Regions from separate parts of the Mus musculus genome. Here region 2 is linked to region 1. The links are chromatin contacts, called in public Hi-C maps. All regions are on one chromosome and are shown on one strand. Each heading gives the region's core, a stretch centred on a gene start, on an enhancer-like site or on the middle of the called end of the contact. The rest is flanking DNA. Distances are from core to core; before and after follow the strand shown. Region 1 has its middle 8.5 kb from the start of Gm32783. Region 2 overlaps Foxp1 (forkhead box P1).

What was found. Hi-C and Micro-C count contacts between places; a contact is called where the count stands out from the background.
Region 2: a Hi-C map of the AML12 cell line shows a contact between it and region 1, with 3 times the contacts expected there. The contact joins two enhancer-like sites. A contact is called at or near these places in 2 of 15 datasets of contacts at CTCF or cohesin (CD8 T cells and pro-B cells), 40 of 484 Hi-C or Micro-C datasets (3T3-L1-derived adipocytes, the AML12 cell line, the Ba/F3 cell line and 27 more) and 7 of 115 datasets of contacts at active chromatin or transcription factors (T-cell acute lymphoblastic leukemia, a beta-TC-6 cell line, differentiating embryonic stem cells and 4 more).

What each region holds. Positions count from the first base shown.
Region 1 is chr6:98,522,701-98,529,661 of GRCm38.p6, reverse strand. No RefSeq gene overlaps it. Among named protein-coding and RNA genes, the nearest start is that of Gm32783, 8.5 kb to the right of the region's middle. Within about 2 kb of position 3,596, at least 7 of the 459 cell types and tissues checked have an H3K27ac peak or open chromatin away from gene starts, as enhancers often do. A contact at or near this core is called in the AML12 cell line, where this site is marked.
Region 2 is chr6:98,947,668-98,954,431 of GRCm38.p6, reverse strand. Foxp1 (forkhead box P1) reads left to right here. Exons shown (of 19, transcript NM_053202.2): 12 at 28-111. Among named protein-coding and RNA genes, the nearest start is that of Gm38865, 180 kb to the left of the region's middle. Within about 2 kb of position 4,326, at least 140 of the 459 cell types and tissues checked have an H3K27ac peak or open chromatin away from gene starts, as enhancers often do. A contact at or near this core is called in the AML12 cell line, where this site is marked.

The DNA.
Region 1 (6,961 bases), core at 2,347-4,846:
CAAAAGTAATTATTATGCAACTGCAAAATATCTCTCCCACTTCTAGTTCTGTGATGGCATTAAAATTGAAAATGTTTTATATCCAGATACTATTAATGATGATGATGATGGCTAAATACATATCTTTAAACAACAGACTTTGCAGAGCAAACCAGCCAAGGCTGGCTGAGGGAACAGCAGATTGAGAGCTCCCACCTCACTACTTTCCAGTATGCGATGGCAGGTGGAGTGACTGGCACTGCAGAGATGAATACCCCCCACCCCCAACCCCCACGCCTTTTGGGGCAGCCGTCACTGGCAATCCTGCAAAGTTGAAGTTGTTGAAGTTAGATGTTCTTACTGTGACGGTGGACTCCATCCTTAGAGAGCAACCAGTAGCTCCTGGTAGCAGGGAGAGGGGAGGTGGCAGCCAGCAAATGTTCCCAGCTCAATGGCAATTGCGATCCCCAGCGAGCTTCACAGAAGTGCACTTTGCTGACTAGAGAGGAAGGGGACAAGACACAGGGAGAGGAGAGCAGGTTAGTTAGCACTGGAACTCAAGGTGTTGAATGGCACTAGCAGGCTTGGCCCCTGTCACAGTTGCAACGTGAACATTTCAATTCAAGCTATCTCAGGTCAAAGAGATGGCTCAGCAGCTAAGAGCTTGCCTTGCTTAAGGACCTTAGTTTGATGTCTAGAACCCACATTAAAAAAGCCAGGCATGGTGGAAGGAACTTGTCACCTCAATACTATGGTGGGGGTGGGGGTGGGGTGGGGGTGGAGAAGTGTGGACCATTGGATTCACTTACCAGCCTGCCTGTTTGGTGAGCCCCAGGTCATTGAAACATTCTTTGTCAAAACACAACTGGACAGAACCTGAGGAGTAGCAGCTGAGTGTGGCTTCTGACCTCCAAAGGGATACACACAGATCTGTATGCATAGATATACTTTCACACGCAAGAAAGAACACTTACACTCACAAACACTACACATTAAAAAAAAAACACACACACACACACAACAACACAAATCCATTCTGATTCTCTCCGGGGGAAGCTTTTTGGTCTAAGCGTGAATTTGGCATGTAGATTGTGGTTATATGGAGTTGAACCTGGTCTTCAAAAGAAGACATCTGTGACATACTCTAGCCAACTTCTGGGAAACACTGTTTCCAGAATCTCTACGTTTCCAAAGGATTTCTGTTTGCAAGCTTAGCAAAATTTTCATGTAAAATTTCCCAATAATTCATATTTTAGAATCAATGCCAGACACCCTGGATGAGCTGGAGAAAACCCATCTAGACATTAATGGCTAACCCTGTCTCTTGCCCAGTAAGACACAAATATTAACACACAAGCAGCCTCTTTGATTATCATTAGCTTTACCAGGCTTCATTATCATCATTAGCTTTGGCTACTGGTAGCAAAACAACACATCCTGGAGACTCTCCACAAGTCTGTGTCAGACTCAAGCTCATCTCCCGCCCTAGCAGTCTGGGTACTCAAAACTAACTGTGAGCTCTGTCGTAGGTGACTTCTCCTTTACCTGAATAGAACTCGGCTTGGCCAGCCAGGTCAATCTATTATCCTTAAAATGAACTAACAAAACTACGCATGTGCTCGGCAGTGGGGGAATGACTTCTTCATAAGGAACAGATTAAAAAGGGTCCAAGTGTCTGCTTATATGTGCGAAGCCTGTTCTCTGAGATGAATGCAGTTTCGTGTTATCGTAGAACATGCATGAAGATACAATGACAGAATTACAATTTCTGGAGGGGACTTGGGGAAAAAGAGACAGTCCCATTCAGTCAGAAGGCGAGGTGTGTTGAATGCTGAGAAGTCTCGGAATCCCCTCCACCCAAGCTCTGTTCTCTAGCACTGAGACAAGAGAGACGGACACACCCTCTCTGAGCTCCATTTGCTCTGTGGAAATAAAGATTAGCTCAGTAAATCACACGCACGCATCACGTAACAAGTGTCATTATTACCATTGCCATAAGATGCTTGTAGAAAAGTAGTCCAGGGAAGAGACCCCCCCCCCCCAGTTCCATGACAAGCATGCGTCCATATAGTAAACTTGATGTCAGAATCCAGGGCTTCCCTCTCAAAGACTGACATGGAGAAATAATAAAAACAAAAACCAAAAAGCAAAAAATAAAAACCAAACCAAGCCAAAAGCAATCACGAGAACTCTTGCTACATTGCCCCCGATACAGCAAATGTTGAGAAGACTGGCTATTACATTACAATGGCTGAGGGTAATCTGGTGACATTAAACATGAAGATAATTCAGTCTTTTTAATTGGCAATATTTTTATTATGATATCTGGCTGGGAGCAAAATGGGAAAAATAAAGAGTTTGGATCGTTTTCTTTTAGACTTGCATCTAAGCGATGCGAAGGGAAGCAGGTACCAAAGTTGATGCTTCTTTAGGGTTATGAACAAGAAGGTTTTTTTTCTGCCTGGTAAACTCACGGGGTGAAATCTCATCCCTTGATCTTCAAAGTGTGACAAAGAGCTATTGATTGAGAGCATATTGTCATTTAAATTACAATTAGGGATGGGTGAAAGGTGGTTATTCAACAATTCAAACCTTTCTTTGAATGCTGTCAAGGACGACATAACCTTAACCCAAACACACTTCGGAAACTCCGAAGTTTCAGCGCGTCTAAAATCAATGCGCTCTTCTTAAAGGAAAAGCATCGTGTCATTACACTTGACGTCGCATTCAGTGGTGAAGTTCTTTCAGTGAGCACTGCTCTCGGTCACACAAAAAAGCCCGTGTCTTTACATGACTCTAACACTGCGTGTGAACTGTGAGATGGAATAAAGATGTCCCACCTCCCTCCCTAGCGCAGTTCCTGGTACATACATCTTTAAAAATTAAGTGCTGCAGAGATGATATATGTTTCCATTTAGAACATTTTAAGGAGGACACTGTTCCTCTGACTGTTAAAATCACTCAGAACTTTAATGTCTTTTATTGCCTGCAAAACAATCTTCAGTCCTGAAGGCGTTAGGCTTTGGGTATTTTTACCCAGCACAATGAGACGTCTGTGCACGTGTGTGCATGTGTGTGCCGTTATCACTGATCCTTGCGTCTTGCCAGATGATACTTCATAAATAATTTGCTTTGATGTGGCAAGCACATGTGTACTCATGTGTACAAGCAAATATGCTGTGCCTCCACTGGCAAAACACTCCAATCCATTCTGACATTTTTGGTCCAGCCATGTTCCCTGCAGTTTTCCTGAGAAAGCAGACAGCAGACACTGTGGCTCAGATCTGCTCTACGGAATAGCATTTTGAATTTGTTTTGCTAACCGTCTTCTCTCTGTCTCTCTACCATGCATGTATCCATACCTATGTTTCATTCCAGGAATGGCGTGCATTTGACAGGATGACATATTATGTCAGATCAGAGTCTGGCAGTCTCGTCCTCAGGGCCACCACGATACTGGCAGCAGAAAGTCGTTGAAAGATCCAAGGTCAGCCCGCGCTCTATGGCCTCCCATCTCTTTGTCATGTATGAGGCGTGCATTCAGATGCACACTTGGGTAGTCTGACACAGGAGGTCATAGTACAAACTCAGGTGTACACCATGTTAGGGGTGCACTGCCCAGGCAGGTGGAGGGCCCCTTGGTGGGTGGAAATCTACCTGCAAACTTCTGCTGCAGCTCTCAGTTCTCTTCGTGACATTTCTTTCTGACCCATGAAGACATACTATTCAAGTACGGTGTCCAGTGGAGCCACAGTCTGTCGCCACATCTGCTAAGCAAATAGTAACATCCAATGCTACATTTTATCTGGGAGCCGAGGAGGGAAAAAAAAATCACAGGATAACACCTTTAGAACTAGGAAGTGTGTGTGTGTGTGTGTGTGTGTGTGTGTGTGTGTTGTGTGTGTGAATCGAAGTTTCATGGTCAGATAACAGGATCTCATCAAAATTTCCTAAGGATCCAGGGTAAGGCTGAGGAGAAGAAAGGGGCACTGCACAAACAGCAATACATGACACCCAAACTTTAAAGGTTCCTCCTTCTGTGAGCAGGGAAAAACTAATTAACGGTTCCATTGCGACTAGCTTACATTTACTAATAAAAACTATTTGAATGGCAAAACAGAAATTTGAAGCCAGAGTAGGTTTTACTAGTATTCGGGCAGATATGGCATCCAAATGTTTAGAAAAGGAACTCGGAGAGATTCATGGCATCTGGGGGGAAGTGATGCTCTACTGCCGCCTTGTGGACGGTCTCAAAGTAGTGAGTCTTTTTTTTTTTTTTCTTTTTTTCCCCTGAACCAGCCCCTAATTTATGAGCCTTGTCAATAAGAGAACCAGACACACATGCATGTGGAGCAGATTAAATATTAATAGAGTTTAGTCAGGAAAAATTATTTTAACCAAAGGAGATCTATAAAGAGTCTGCAAATGATTTTGCACTATATTTCAAGAAATTCTCGATACACACACGTGTGTACACACCCACACCCACAGCCACGCAAGCCAGGCACAAAGCATGGCAGACTTAAATACTAAACTAGAAGTTAGTCGGAATAATGCCGTCTTAGTTGTTTAAAAAAAAAAAAAACCCCGGGGAGTTCTGTTCACGTTTTGTGAAATTTTGTCATTATGTTTCAAGAAAATTGGGGGAAATCTGTTAATTGTCATAGAATTAAATGCAGCACCAGAAAAGAAAAGGATGAGTTAAAAAAAATAAAAATAAAAATAAAAAAACTGGACATATTCTGGGGTTCTGTCCAGCATTTCAACTTCAAGTGTTTATTTAAACATAACTTGAGTTTATAAACTTGTTTCCCAGGGAGATTTATAGTGCTTTTTGATTTGGCTGCATTAGAAGAGCCCGGCTTGACTTCCCTGCTACAATGTGTTCCTATAAACCACCTTCCCGCAGGCTGGTGTGGACTGTGTCTCTGCACTGCATCCATCTGTGGTCACAGACAACTGCCCATGGAGATGCTCTGTGCAGGCTGGCCACAGAGGTCAGTCAAATGGATGTGGGGATTCTTTCAGCATCCCAGCCCCAGGACTTGTTGATATCCCAGCAGCACACGTTCAGTGACATCCCTCTTCCTATTATTCAGCTGTTGGACGAATGGTGGAAATGTCTCAACAATCCATTAATAAAAAAGATGATTTTACTCTTAGAGTAGAAAAAAAAAATCTTATTTAAGATGGAAGAGAAAACCAAATTTAGGGTTTTAATTAAAGGCCTTAAAAAAAAAACACCCTGAATTCAGCGAGAAGACAAATAATCTGAGATTTAATTCAGTTTTCAATGATTTTTTTTTTACAGTCCCTATTAAGTCATTACTTTTTTTCCATGCAGGGGAAACATTTTCAGTTGAACTGTATGAAAGTCAGATACCACAGTAATCTAAATATCACTCTGTAGTCCTGTATTTTAATCATTAGTCTTTCTTCCCTTATTTTGGTTTGACGGAAGAAAAGCATATACAGAACGAATCTGCAAATGAAATGATCCAAAGCCACACTCTTGACAAACAGTAATCGGTGCTCTATTGGCAGCACACGGGTTAGTTAATTCTGTGATTCTTTTCTCTTCCAGTGGAATGTGACAAACATTCAAGCCATGTCACTTCATCCTTCGGTCCCATTGTTGAAGAAGTAGGGAAGACTATATGATCATCCTAAAATGTATTGTTTCCCCGTTGTTGTAGTGAAGGGGATGCTGTATGCTTGCACTGACCTGAGAGGATCCTAATTGCCCATCCTTCCAGGGGCAGGGAGGACCTCACTCTCATGCACGCTGTGTTTCTGAAACTCCTTGTATTCTCATTATAGTGTATGCCTTGGTTGTATTGTCATCTCTTATTTCACACACAAGAAAGTAGAGCCTCAGAGAGGTTAACTGAACCAGCCAGGATCACACAGCTTTTCAATGTGTACTTAGTTCCAGGGAACCAAAGTATAGCTCACTATCTCTCCATAGTTGGCAATGCTGGGCCAAATATTATTCAAAATATTCAAATACTTAACAAATGAGAAATGTGTCTATTGGTCAAGTGTATTTTCTGTGATTGATTAGTGAGTTAAAGACTCTTGTATAATCATGTCACACCCAGGACATTGATAGTCCACTGGAACTGAATGCATGATGACAGACACAGCTCTTAAACATATGATGGCGTACAAGACTCACCTGCTTGTGACTGAGCAGCTTGGAAATCTAGAGAAACTCCAACAGCTCTGCTCACGTCTCTTTCTGGGAACACTCAGAATTACGTATGCATCACCGTAGCTTTCTTCTTTAGGTAGGCAGGTGCACCGAGGAGCTTAGCATGAAGCAGCTGATGTCCCTAACTCACCATGGCGACTGCCATTGCACCAGGCCAAGGGAATACAGGCAAACAGGTAATAACGACACAGGCAAACTAAACTGAAATCTTCACAGCCCCAGGCACCCTGCTCAGGAATGCTGAGGGATACTTGAGTATTATCTGAGTCTTTGAGAATAGAAGCCTCTGAGCAGGGGATATTCATATGCAAAGACAAGCTTGGGTATTTCAGAGCAGAAAGATGTGTGTGTGTGTGTGTGTGTGTGTGTGTGTGTGTGTGTGTGTGTGTGTGTGTATGTTCAGGGTAGGAAAAAGGTAACAGCTTTTAAAAGCACTAACCCCAAAGCAGGAGGAATGTGCCCTGAGAGGGAATGTTGTGATAGACTCTGTGTTCCGTAGAGAGTTTGATCACAAGTGTGAGTAACCTTAATTCAGGGTGGAATTGGGAAATGAGAAATTCTTTCCCTTCTCTCTGTCCTTCTCCCCTCCCTAGCTCTCTCCTGCCCTTTCCTTTTTCTTCTTTTTTTCTCTTCCTACCTCCATCCCTTACTTCCTTCATTTCTTTCCTCCCTTCCTCCATTCCTCCTTTCTTTCCTTCTTCCTTTCTCTTCTATGTACTTCCCTTTCTGTCTTTCTTCCTCCTTCTACCTCTTCCTCCTGTCCTCATT
Region 2 (6,764 bases), core at 3,077-5,576, 420 kb before region 1:
CATAACAAAGTCTTCTCTTCCCATCAGCTTGCAAAAGACAAAGAGCGCCTGCAAGCCATGATGACCCACCTGCATGTGAAGTCTACAGAACCCAAAGCTGCCCCTCAGCCCGTAAGTACTGTCCCCACCAGGGGGAATGGCCTGGTGGCATTCCCTCTCTGCCCCCCACCTCAAAGGACTGCAGGAATACCTCCTAGGGCAGATGTGGATGCCAAAGCCCTTCCCCCACTTGACTCTTTGGGCCTTTCATGGGGAGACCAGCGGGAAGCTAGGCAGAGACCTGGGGCAACACAGACATGATGTTTTGAGGAGTCTCCTTTGCAAAACTCCTGCCTCGGGCTCCATTCTTCACCATGAGCTGACATCAACGCTGGTATCACTCATGTACATTGCTGAACATCTCCTAGTAGCTTTAGCTGATTATTTAAAACGGAGGCCATGCCTTGGTTCCTGATTTTAAGATTTGTAAAATTTAAAGGTACGCTGACTTTATTTGATTTTGCAGGGAGTTCCTGTGTGAAAATTAATTGAGCGTTGACAATCTATAGTTAGTAGCAGCAATTTTAATCAACATGCAATGATGCAGCATAATGGCAAAGTATTGGTTTATCTGTTTTGACTGATTTTTTTTTCTATAAATAAAGCAAACACACACCCCTATATGTATGATGCATGGTGATAGAAATAAAACGGAGTCAGACTATTAACCCAGTAAATATGGTAGCCTGCCAAGATGCAGTTGGCAGACAGAATTAATGTCTGAAGCAGAACACATTACTGAGATACAGGACATAAAATCATTAAACACTCCATGCGTCCATTTTTACTGGGGAAGAATCTTAGCTACCATGTATTCCACAGTAAATGGCTGCAGGACCAGATGACTAAGCTACCAAAAGAGGAAGCAGGGGTCGGGGCATGGGGCAAAGCATTAGGAGCTGTTCCCACCTGTCCCTTCTTTTCAGAAGAGCGCTGGGAAGACATGGACCCAGCTGAGCAAGCTGCCCCGAGTGCTGCCCTGAAATGATTTGCCTGACTTCTAAAAGAGTCATGACCATTGGCAAAGGGGAGTGATTGTCTTGGACCTCTCTGGAAGTCCTCCAGGGCTTTAGTGAAGTGCTCCCCCTAGGAGGAAGAGGCTGCCTGCATCTTCACTCACACCTAGCATCAGGGAGAGCATGAGGTTGTTCCTATCTTCCTCCGTGAATTAATGACATCAATGATAGAGTCATGATTGAATGGAACACTCGAGTAATAGGCTTGTTTGGGATCAAGGCCGAGGAGGAATCCACATAGAAAGATGGAACTACAGAGTCCCTTGGGATCCTCAGCGGGTAATGGGCCTTGGACTAGCTAGGAACACCATTTATGTAAGCCCACCCAGGCACAAGAGGACCCTTGATGATCTGTCACCCTGTGGACCTGCTAAGTAGCCAATAAACAAGAGAAAAGCAGCGGGGGTGAGGGAATGAACAGGGAAGGAAGGTTTGTCTTGATTAGTATTGAAAAAAAATGTTTTACATTCTAGAAAATTATAACTTTGGAGGGGACCTCCTACTAAATTTATTTTTAACTGCTCTATTGAAAATTCTCTACCACTAGTCAACATTATCTCTTAGTAGCTTAGCACAGTATTTCTTTATTAAAAGAAATAGGCACGAATATTTTTGACTGAAAAATTAATAGCTTTTGAATTCACACACAGCAGGTTTTCTTTTGCAAAGAAGTCCAATATCGCTGCACAGCACTTCTATAACCATTTATTTAGAGTCTAAGTCAAACCTTTGACAGCTAGAGCGCTGCTACAAGCCAGTATAAAGAACTCCAAGATGTAAACCAACAATAGGCCGTCTGTGTGAGGTTTGCCATTGTCAAATACATAGATTGTTTGGATTAGTTTATGTAAATGTACTGTTGTATTACCCTTTGGAAAAAAAATCACATTTGTGTATGAAAAGTGGTTCTCCTCACAGGCAGCATTATAAATTCCTTATCCTTTAACTTACATGTAAGAAGTAAAAATTGGTGCCTGACACGTAGATATTGTGTGACACTCTGTTGTCGGAGTGAACCTGCCTCCTTTTCATTTATTGGAAAATAGAAAATTTTATTATAGATACCATCTTAGAAATCAGGAATTATTAAAATATGTATAGGTGAGGCATTGGAAAATTAATTATAAAAGATAGACGTGTAATGTTTTGCATAAATTTTCACTTCCTTGCCAAAAGAAAAGAAAAGAAAAAAAAAAGGCCCATGCATATTTCAGACCCTGTGATGCTTTCAACTGTAGGGACTGGGAGCTATCTGGTGACTGATCCTAACATTCAAAATATTCCCTACAGCCCGTAATTAATTTATTCCTCCCTAAATAATGGAACGGCTGGTGAGCGTTTGAATGAGTATCATTCTAGAATCTGTGGTTTGAAAGAAATAGTCCCCAAGTTTCACATCTCACCATAGGTGGGGACTTCCACGTTACGTCCTTGCCAGTGGGCTTATGAAGCTGTCTCTTTTTCCATTCCTCTTTAAAAGGGAACTTGGTGTTCATTTTAAAACTTAGTCACTAAGTGATAGAGTGCTTTGCTGCAATTGTGGCCCTTCAGTGAGTGCCATCTGGGTGGCAAGAGTCTCTCGTATCCAGTGGTCCACCCTGCCCCCCAGTTCATCCCCTCCAAGAGCTGCCAATCCATTCTCAGATGGTTCTTATGTCAGCCCAGAGATGCATTTTCCGTGTCTTGAGATGTGGATAGTTAGAAGATGTGCACATTCTTAAGGCTGTGCCCAAGGGTATAGATGAGGCTTTGAGCTCAACCCACGATGAGCTGGAAGCATATGGCCAATGGGAACAGTATCCCAGGCCTTGGGTCCTTGGGCAGCATGTCTTCTGACAGCCATTGCACCTCTTCCCTCAGAATTGGAACTCCTAAATTTAGAAACCAATTCTTTCTGTCCTGAGATAGTTACTTGGCCACCATGACAGACCGAGCATGATCAAATGAGAAAGACCTAACTTGCCAGGGAGGTGTTGGGAGTCTTGCGGATAAGCTACCAGATAAGTGTATGCATGTATCTCATACATACTCATACACATGCAGACTGTTTACTGTATAGAGAATGCTGTATGCGACTAGGAAATGTGACCTGGGGGAATGACGTGTCATTTGAAACCTAGAAGCTGGGTTGGACTCTCTGGAAGGAAAGCGAGGGATGGGAGTGGAAGAAGGACATGTTCAGTGAGGGTCAGCGGAGAGGAGTGGAAAGAATAATCAATCTCAGAAATCCACTGCCATTTCAGCCAGGCCCTGCTTAGCTAGAATCTAGCAAGTTCTAGAGTGCCCAGAGAGAAAGGGCTGTTGTTGACATGTGTTTACAGAAGCCAAATTTGTTGTCGTTTAAGATTTTAAAGTTCTGCTGTTTCCCACGGAAAGCGAAGCAACAGCAAGGGGGAAGAAAATAGCCTGCAATTCCTTTGTTCCAAAACCTAGTTCCATTCCCAGGGCAAGCAGCACACTGTCTATACTTAACTCCATGAAGGATTGGCTGAGATTGATCTGTAGGTGGGGGAGGACAGAACTCAACACAGAGCGACCAAAGGAAACATGCTAGGCCTTCATTAAGGGGCTGATGACTTTTTACAGAGACATTTGGTCATGCTGTTTGTTAGGAGTGTGCAGTGGAAATTCCACTTCATAACTCGGAATCGGGGAGCACCTTCAGGTTCATTTTTTGGGGGGGAGGGGTGCTGGGGGGGGGTCCTGCACTTGTGAGAACTACTCCCCATGCCTGGAGAAACCACATTCTTTGCGATTTGGTGGGCAAGTAACTACAGCACTGGTAGAAGAGACTGCTTTATGAAAAACTTTATAATACACTTTTGGAGTGAAATGCAGCTGGAGATTTTCCCCTCTGTACATTCCCTTCTAGACTCCAACTCTAGCAATTAGGACTGTTTTGAAATAGCTTTTAGCTCCTATCAAAACAGAGTGCTCCCTCTACTCCACCCCCCTTTTTAAAAAAAAAAATCCCATGAACTTCAAGGGGTGGGTGATCAGGTGTGGGCTGCAGGAGCCTTGGAGCAGTAATGGCAGCCTGTCTGTCATAAAGAGGAGCTCTCACATGCAGCACACAAAAGCTGTTTTATAGACTGGTTTTGTTAAGTCCCCTTCCTCACCTCAGGTTTGTTGTCCCTGTCCCTGCCAGAAATGCCACCCTCTGAGTCTGTAGAATAAGCCTCTCTCCCTGTCAGTGCACAGAGTCCTCTCCAAAGGCCTCTGCTCTGCCACCCACTGCCCTGCCCTCTGTCCCTGGAGTCTGAACTTGGTGATTCATGCCTACAAAGGCAGCTTGCAGTCTCTGAACGTTGCAGGTGGGGGCAGGACCTGAGCCTCTCTGGCCCATCCAGCCAACAGCAGAGAAACCAGTTCTGCGAGCCTGCAGTCCCTTCTGTGCCGCTGGCCTCTGCTGTTTTGGTTTCAGGTTTTTCTTTTGTTCTCAGAATCTGTTTTCATGAGAAGCAAGAGCACAAACAAAAACAAAACAAAACAAAAAGTTCTTGTGGGAATACTCCCTAGCAAGTCAGTTTCTGTCTCGAGGTTCACACCAGCGGTTTGTTTGTTTATTATTTTTTAAAATGTGAGTGACTCACTGTCCTTACTCGGGAGGGAAATGTGCTGTGGAGGAACTAAAGATTGATTTTTGTTTTTAGAAAGAACAAAGTAACATTGGGCTGCTGATAGTTGGGATAGTTTCAGTGGTAGAAGCTTCCAAGAAAGTCCTTCAGTAACTAAACTAAGGTTGAAAAGGCTTGATAGCACAGTTGTTTGTATTTTTACTTACAGTCTAAAAGCCTGCAGCAACTTTAACTGACATAAGAATTTAGCTCCTGGCCAGAGTTTGAAAGAGATTATCTTTGCTGAAATCATCCCCTCCGTGGCAACTTGCCATGGAGAAAAATATCTGCGTTACTAGCTTTTCTAAACATAGCAACCTCTTCCTAAATAGAAAATGAGCACAATGAGAAAAACGGGCTTTCCATTAGGGAGAGAAACCCTCCCAGTCGGATGCCTTCCTGCGCCATGCCCAGGGCGCTCTTCTAAAACCTTACTTACACTTAGAAACATAAACCATCGAGGGGCTTCCCTTTCTTATTGATGACTGTATAGAGATTCAATAATTTCCAATTAAGATAAATATTTCAAGGTAACAGGGGAAAAAAAGAAACCTACCCCAAACTGTTCCCAATGATTTGATCTTTTATCTGTGCGTGTGCGGGCACGCAGGCATGTGTATCCGAGGTCAGTGCCCCATGTGTTCTTCAATCATTTCCCCACCTTATTTTTTGAGACACGATCTCTCACTGAGCCCGGAGGGCCTGTTTAGCTAGGCCATCTTGCTTAGAAAGCCCTGAGAGTCCTCCTGTCTTTGCCTTCCCATGGCTGGCATTATAGGGCACGGACCCATCACTCCCGAAATGCTGAGGATGTGAGAGCTCCGGTCTTCCTCCTTAGGCAAGCTCTTTCCTGACTGAGTCATTCGCTGCAGCACCCTAGTTTGCTCTTCTAGGCTTGTGGTAGGGCTCATGATTATTCTGTTTTCAATGTTCTTGGTAGAGTCCTTCTTGGTAAGAACAGGCTTTATATGAACACAGTATTTTTTTTTTAATCTTTCTTGGTAGCCCCCCTACTCAACCTTTTCTCCTTGAGAGTGAAACACACACGCAAGCTCGAGCACACACACACACGCGCACGCACACACGTGATGGCCAGACAGACGGTTAAAAGTTAAGAACTTGCACAGCAGCTGCCAGGGTTGTGTCTCATTAACGTGTTGGTCCGGACTTCTGATGGTCTTGGATGGCAAAGCTCCCTGTTTGGAGTTCCCAGTTTTTTTTGTTTTTTTTTTTGTTCTTCCCTCACAGGCTACAGTCATGTTTAATTTAGAATCCAGGCTCCTTTGGCAAATTAGCAATTAGAACAATTTTGTGGGAATATGTATATGTGTCATTAGTTTTTCTGCAAATTAATAGCCAGGGCAGAGGTCAGGCAGAAATTTTCCACTTGACTGAAGCTTTTCCATTGAGACGTGGCACTTGGGTTTGGAATGGCCGCAGCTGTTCCCAGACACCCTTTTCCTCTAGGAACTGTCTTTTAATTAGTTTACCTCATAGCCATCATTACAAATATTACTGTCTCCCCTCCCTGAAATAAAATTACTGTTTCTACAAAATATTCCAGCGACATTGTGCACCACTGCACATTCATGGCGGGGGTCAGTCGAATGCACCATTTAAATCATTAGATCACCTCCGTCCGCTTCTCCTAATTAGAGTCCTTACAATACATTTTTATCTGGTAATTAGCTGAGATTGGCTGCTTCCTCTGTGGCTTATTAGAGACAGCCCAGCAGTGGGTGTGAATCACGGTGTCATTTGCCAAGCCTGGTAAACCTCTCTTCAGGCTCAGTGTTTACTCCCAGTTCCTACCTACATTCAAAAGCATCCAGAAAATTCGGCCTGCGTTGCTGTCTTCCAGTCTCGTGCCAGCACTAGAAGGATCTGTTTTTTCATTGTTGCTGTCAAGGGCAGAACTGGTCCAAGTATTATTGAACCCCATAGGAAAGCTGCAAGAGTCACATTCTTTGCACACCTAATGGCATGTCTCTGTGTGTGGGTTCACCAGTTCCTCTCAGATCTTTCAAAACGATGGGTTCGTAACTGCTGAATGGTTCCATAGGACTTGCCGGACTTCCTTACAGAGCTGGCA